Regions from separate parts of the Zea mays genome. Here region 1 is linked to region 2. A link is a contact called in public Hi-C data. All regions are on one chromosome and are shown on one strand. The core of a region is the stretch at or near the end of the contact, and the rest is flanking DNA. Distances in the headings are between cores, read along the strand shown. Region 1 holds the start of LOC101027201 (GBF-interacting protein 1). Region 2 holds the start of LOC542530 (light harvesting chlorophyll a/b binding protein 3).

Region 1 (3,935 bases), core at 220-2,719, 150 kb after region 2:
AAACACAAGCAGCGAAGGATGGTGTAGTCGGAGGAAAGCATGCAAGTTCAAGAGGAGGAGCGCAACACAACACAACACATATTTGGGCCTGGATGGGATGTGTAATGCCCTGCTGACCTGACCTGTAATATCATAGTTAAAGCATACTACACTGAACAGAGAATACACATCGAACAAGAGAACACTAATCCAATTCTGCGTCTATCTACTCCATTTGCTTCTACTTCCCCTTCCCCATGACATCAGCGACGACCGATCAATCCCCTACCTGACGACGTCGCTAACAAGTATGCGTCGTACCATCCGAGCTTGTTTGAGAGATAAGGGAATGAAGAGGATTAAAGCATCTCCAAGTGTCTTTCTAAATACCACTCTTTAAATTATCATTTGGAGGGTCATTTGCATAAAAAACGCTTTCTAAATATTTTTAATATCCAACAACATTTGCATATCTCATTTGGACTCTAGAGAGTCATTCACGTTTTACTATATTTGGCTAGCGAGAAGCCCGAAATAGAAGATGTTTATATTTGGATAGCCATTTAGATAAGCTGCTGGAGGATATTTTTTTAACAAAAATCTATATTTATATAGATTAGGAAGAATATAGATAGCCTTTTGGAGTTGCTCTTAAAGAGCTTAAAATCTCCTTCGTATTTAAAATTGAATAACAATATAATTTTAACTTCTCTAATCTGCTCCAGTTCCCTTGCTTCCAAACACAACTCCATCCAGAGGCAGGGAAACAGTTAGGACGTGTTTGGCAACAATGTTTTTCAATGGTATTTTTAGAGCTGCCAAAACTATGTATTATCATAACAATTGTAAATCATAGTATTGTAAAACTATGATTTTAAGAAATTATTATTCGGATACAATATTGTAAACCATGATATTAGACAAAAAGCTAGCCATGCCATAAAAACTTTAGGTTTAAATGGAATTTTCAATACTCTAAAAATACTATGTTATCTAGAATACCACGGTTTCGAAAACACCGTTTTCTGAAACAGTTCGTGCCATAAAATACGGCGGTATAATCTAAAAACATGATATTGTATAGGAAATATAAAAATACTAATCTCAAACATGAGTACATGACCTTAGAGCATCTCCAACAACGTGACCTATAAAAATGCCCTATAATTTGAAAATAAGTATATTTTATAGAATTTAGGGCACCAACAAAACACCCCGCTCCAACAGTAAAGCCCTAAATCTAGATTATAGAGCAGCCCACTACGGTGTAGTATATTTGAGTCACTTGAGAGGGTGCCCTATAGTTTTTTGATAAAAATTTATAAAATAAGGCACTGTTGGGGTAGTTTTTCCTGTGTAGAGCCTAATATTTCAATTTAAGGCACTAGTTTGAGGCATTGTTGGAAATGCTATTATGTTGCGTGAATACACCCTGCATCCTTTCGTCAAGCTATATAAATTTGGCCGCAGGGAATGAGGGAGGGCCGGAGGGGGAAGGGTTTTGGAATTAGGCCGCCGGACGCCGTTGCGTGGGAGAGAGCAAAGTGAACCAGGCCGAAACCGAAGCTACCGCCACGACCACCACCCGCGCCCACTGCAGCAACGCCGGACCCTCGTCTCCCTGTCCCCGACTACCAGGAGGAGATCCCGGCGGCGAGGATGAGCGGCGGCGGTGCCGGAGGGAAGGGGGCGGCGGCGCCCGTCCCGGCCGGGTCGAGGAAACTGGTGCAGTGTCTCAAGGAGATCGTGAACCGACCCGAGGCGGAGATCTACTCCGCACTGCGCGAGTGCGGCATGGACCCCGACGAGGCGGTCAGCCGCCTCCTCTCCCAAGGTCCGTGGCACGGCTTGCGCTGTCCTCTCCTCAGTCCATCAGTCCCACGATTCCTTGCCTGTTTAGCTGTTCGTTGTAGGGCGCGTTGCTACGGTTTAGACGGGTCCTAGACCAGCAGGCTCTCGTCGATCTGGGCGATTCGTCGACGTGAAGGTTGTAGTCTGAGCGCGCTGCCCGATTAGTGAGAATCGGATGCACCAGTATTGTTTCTCCCCCCTTTAACCCTCGAGTTCATACTTGGTTTAGTTATCTTTCAAGTCACTATATCAGATAGTAGTGTTAGATGTTGGAGTCTGTAGTAGTATTAGATGTAGGGAACGTATCTGGTGCTCAAAGGGGTACGGTGCTCATGTGCATATTTTAAATCTGGTGCATCCATTTCGCACCTAACAGCAGCACCAGTTTTGTGAAGAACCCCTTCCACCTTCCTCTCTCCTGGTGTGAGGGGTTCTTCGTAAAATTGCTGGTGTCGTTGAATACAAGATGGATGCACCAGATTTAAAATGTGCACATGAGCACCGTACCCCTTTGAGCACCAGATACGTTCCCTTAGATGTAGGAGCTGTGACTGCTGTCACAGTTGTCCACTATCCATTTAGGGTTTCTATTTCAGATTTCCTGGAAATGCTATTAGTGGTAAGGACTAAGGAGTTCCCTGTCGGTTCCTCTGTTTGTGTTGTGGTGCCAGCCAATCATTTCAAGAACACTCAGACTTTTTTGTGGTTGTCGCTTCCTAGAGGATTTACTTTTCTCTAGTGGGATGTGATGATAGCATGGACAATGTTTGGACACTTGAAGCTTGGGAGAAAGTAAGGATGCAACGATAGCATGGACAATGTTTGGACACTTGAAGCTTGGTAGAAAGTAAGACAAGTTGCTGTATTAAGCTGAGACTTTTAGTGTTTCAATGCAGGAGGCAAACAGAAATTGGTTTAAGTGGATTGATTTGTGTTTTGTACTAGTTAGGACTTAGGAACTGGATTTGGAAAGGATGGTGGCGGTAGGTTTAGATAGTTTGTTGGGACAAAAAAGCTGTGGTACTCTTAGCTACCAGGTTTGAAAAGAGTGGAGCCTTTAGACTGGGATATGATGTTTGAACTCCTGCTCTTCTATATTCAGTCTCATGTCCGCTAGTCATAAAATTTAGAGGAAGGTGTTTATGTACTAGGTGGATGAAGATGCTAATCAAAGCAATGTGGTTGAAGTGGCATCAAACAACTGATGTTCTATGTGACAAGAGCGTACCACAGAAGCTAAAAGGCAAGTTTTATAGGACGACGATTATATGTGCTCAAAGTTTTGCTAGGCGCTAGGCGGAATCTAGGCGATGACCCTTAGCCTAGAGACTAGTCCAGCCTAGGCTTGCCTAGGCGATGCTAGGCGTTTTTCTAGGCGTTTTGCCAACTTATATAATATATACATATATACATTTATAGATAAAAAATAGGGAAGGATCAGTAGACATACCTTTTGTCCTTGCAGATCTGCTGATCACTGAATCCTCAAGCACTGCTGCAATAGAAGTGGACAACACTTTTAGATGCAATTGGGCATCAATACAAGTGATAAAAAAATAGGAAATAGCAAGTTAGGTACTTATCTGAGGTCTGACCCTTCTCCCATCCATTAAGTACTGATCAGCACCATAGGATAGCCTTTAGAAATCACAAACATGAAGGGACAGCAGGCAGTAACACATATAAAATGCAGCAACACGAAATAAAATAACAAGCGCATGCGCATGATTCAGTTCTCACAAGCCACAACACAAAACACAAGCGCACAACAGGAGTTCTAAGTTCACAAGTTAAAGATACATGGATGCATAATAAAAGCTAAAACAAGAACCCCATACTCCCATCCCACATCATAATAAAAGATACATTTGCTTGTCACACAGTATGCACTTTACCTTGTCCTTATTGTTTACATCAACAAGAACCCCATACTCCCATCCCACATCATCTGAATTTCTTCTAAGGACACTAACTCCCTCTGGTGCACTTGCAGTTTCTTCAGATTGACCCTCTGTCATCTGAGTTCAAGCCATCATATGTGAATCAGTGAATAACAGATTAACAGAGGAGAGAAGCAGGGGAGGAGGAACATACAGACCTTCTCT
Region 2 (3,455 bases), core at 397-2,896:
CCAGGGGTACTACCTTGCTGATGAGCCCGGGGTGCACTTCGTTTTACAGCCCAGCCAAGAGTCATCAGTACTCGGTATGTCGCGCGCGTTCGACGATTACTATATCGAGGACTATGGCGTCATCTTGGCGCCAGAGGTGACGCAGGGGAGGACCGACAAAAATGACCAGTTCGTCATCCTCGCCACCGTTGGGGTAGCTTTTGTGTCGACTTGCCTTTAATTCTCTTCGCAAACACACACTTGCATTTTTGTTTAAGCAAAAGTGTATGGTGGTACGTGTCTGATGACTAACGATGTACGAGAAAATTTCTTCCGGTATGTGTGGAACGTGCTCTCCAATAATGAGACCATACAAATCGTAACATATATCGAAGTCTGCATGATACTGATGGTTGCAATGTAGTGGTGAAACAGATAGACTATAAATAACAAAATTTATGTATGACCAGAATCATAAATTGGTTATGAAACATTTTCTCATAACGATATAACATACATTTTGTATATAAGTTATCGTAGTATACTGGTATTATATATTCCTGTTGCAACGCACGGGCATTCAGCTAGTAATTTTAGAAGTTTTTGGAGATGCTGTGTAAGTTGATTCATATTGGACCAAGAGACTGCCCAAGACAGTGAACACAACAATTCTTCCTTGCCGATTGAACCCTGGTACGGTAAGTAATTTACATCATGGTACAAACTGGAACCAGTGCGCGCTCACGTGCATCCGAACACCTAGATATCCGCAGCGGTGGCCGGTGGGCGGTGGCGCCTCCACCCCCTCACTTGCCGGGCACAAAGTTGGTGGCATAGGCCCATGCGTTGTTGTTGACGGGGTCGGCGAGGTGGTCGGCGAGGTTCTCGAGCGGGCCCTTGCCGGTGACGATGGCCTGGACGAAGAACCCGAACATGGAGAACATGGCGAGGCGGCCGTTCTTGAGCTCCTTCACCTTGAGCTCCGCGAAGGCCTCAGGGTCGTCGGCGAGGCCGAGCGGGTCGAAGCTGCCGCCGGGGTAGAGCGGGTCGACGACCTCTCCGAGCGGGCCGCCGGCGACGCGGTACCCCTCGATGGCGCCCATGAGCACGACCTGGCAGGCCCAGATGGCGAGGATGCTCTGCGCGTGGATCAGGCTCGGGTTGCCGAGGTAGTCCAGCCCACCCTCGCTGAAGATCTGCGACCCGGCCTTGAACCACACGGCCTCGCCGAACTTGACGCCGTTGCGGGCGAGCAGCTCCGGGAACACGCAGCCCAACGCGCCCAGCATGGCCCAGCGGGAGTGGATGACCTCCAGCTCCCGGTTCTTGGCGAACGTCTCCGGGTCCGCCGACAGCCCCGCGGTGTCCCAGCCGTAGTCGCCCGGGAACTCGCCCGTCAGGTAGCTCGGGGGCGCGCCGGACAGCGGGCCCAGGTAGAGCACGCGGTCGGGGCCGTACCACGGGCTGCCGGAGCTCGCCGCCGGCTTTGCCTTCGCCGCCGTCTTGCGCATCGTCACGCGGGCCTCGCCGAAGAGAGACGACGGCACGTTCACTGCCTTGCCGGCGAAGGCTGTGGAGGAGAGGGCCATGGTGCTGCTCGCCATTGCGCTGCTTCTGCTTGCACTGGTTTTATGTGATGGCGAGGAGTGTGAAGACTTGAGATGCTGTGGAGACGAGGAGACGACGGAGGTATTTAAAGAGCAGAGCAGATGGAGGGAAACACCGCCGCGACGCGAAGCGTTGTTGCAGAAAAGATCTGTTGCTCGGATGCCATTGGTGCGTCCGGGATGCCGGAACACTTGGCGCCACCGGAGCCTCACGCAGATGAGGTAGCTCTGGCTGAGGCTAGGAATCTCCGCGGAGAAGGCTGATTGGGCGCCCGGGATTTTGCGTTGGTTATGGATTTTTCTTCAGACAGCCTCTCTCTTTTTTAGCTCTCTCTAAGAGCAGACCTATAAAAATATCTTATAATTTAAAAATAAATATATTTTATAGAATTTAGTGCACTCATAAAACATCATATTCTAACAGTAAATCAAATTTATATTATAAGACAGCTCAGTACCGTTTAGTATATTTGAGTCACTTGAGCGAGATGGTGTATAATTTTTTGACCAAATTTTTTTTATGAAATGAGACTCGATTGAATTATTTTTTCCTACGTAGAGCCACATATTTTAATTTAAAACATTAAGATTTTCACTTGAAGCAACGGCAAGAAAGCAAATTGTATTTTTGGTGAAAGAGATTGTCTTAGCGACAGACTGATAGTGAAACAAGCTTGCTGGCGGTTTTAACGACCTCTTTCTGTGAAACTGATAATCGACTTTTTAACGTGTTGCTGTTTACAACCACTATAAATTTGTAACTTTTCAGTTGTCCTGACAGACCGTAAAAAAAAGGCCACAGCATGCCGCCCTTGCCATTTCTCATCGGCAGCTTTCGATCAATCCTAGCCTCGTGACCAGTCGCGGATAAGGACACAATTGCATATTTGCAACCAGGGCCGGCGCCAAGGGTGTGCAGGATATGCGACTGCTCAGAGCCTCAAGGTTCGTAGGGCTCCCATTTATCTATCTTATATCAAATGCATATAAGTTATAGATAAATCTATATTTTCATTCTTTTGTTGCGTCTCTTTATTTTCTAGCAATCATCTCTTTGAGGTCGCGCAACCGTCTGCTTGATGACAAATACTTTGGCCTGTTTGGTTTACTACCTAACTTGCCATACTTTGCCTAACTTTTCTGCATAAGGTTAGTTCTTCAATTCGGACGACTAACCTTAGGCAAAGTGTGGCATAATTAGCCGTGAACCAAACAGGCCCTAAAATTGACGTGGGAAGGACGAAAGGTGTTGTACACCTGTGCCTATCGCGTTGCTTAATTCTAGCCTACCGAAGGGTCGACCCTAATAACCTACATTGATTAATCCTAGTTTAGTTTGCTGAACTTTATTTTCAGAAAATTTGATCTAATGTATTTAGATTTGGTTTACTGTGTATTTTAAGGTTTAGGCTAGTTTGACAAATTAAAAGTAAAAATACTCTCTCAAAAGTCAAAACAAATGTATATTACATAATTTATATAATTTTACGACTCATAAAATACTGTAACAATATTTCCAGTCATATCATTTTGAATAAAATTATGTAAATCATCAATTTTTTATTTTTCATATATTATTTAAAAGTTGAAAAAATAACAGACTCAAATTTTCGTATAGGACCTCTATATAAATTTTCTCTTAGGGCCCCCGAAATGTCAAGACCGGGCCTGTTTGCAACATAGCATAAGACATGCCAAACTCCAAGTATAAGGCCAGTGCCTTACTATATTCATTACACCAATAAGAACATTCAATAAATTAAATTAATCAATTAGCTATTTCTCCGTCTCGAGCATAGAGCCAAGACACAATGACTTCGTTAAGAGACGTATCTATTTTTTTTACATTTACTCCTTAAACACATCCAA

The links. Hi-C and Micro-C count contacts between places; a contact is called where the count stands out from the background.
Region 1: a Hi-C map of ear shows a contact between it and region 2, with 2.6 times the contacts expected there. The contact joins the promoter of LOC101027201 here to the promoter of LOC542530 in region 2. A contact is called at or near these places in 3 of 25 Hi-C or Micro-C datasets (ear, leaf and tassel).

The regions. Positions count from the first base shown.
Region 1 is chr8:72,226,199-72,230,133 of Zm-B73-REFERENCE-NAM-5.0, forward strand. LOC101027201 (GBF-interacting protein 1) reads left to right here and starts at 1,470. Exons shown (of 10, transcript NM_001279811.2): 1 at 1,470-1,813. The coding sequence starts at 1,639.
Region 2 is chr8:72,077,858-72,081,312 of Zm-B73-REFERENCE-NAM-5.0, forward strand. It overlaps LOC542530 (light harvesting chlorophyll a/b binding protein 3), which reads right to left and starts at 1,647. Exons shown (of 1, transcript NM_001112075.2): 1 at 637-1,647. The coding sequence starts at 1,583. The coding sequence ends at 786.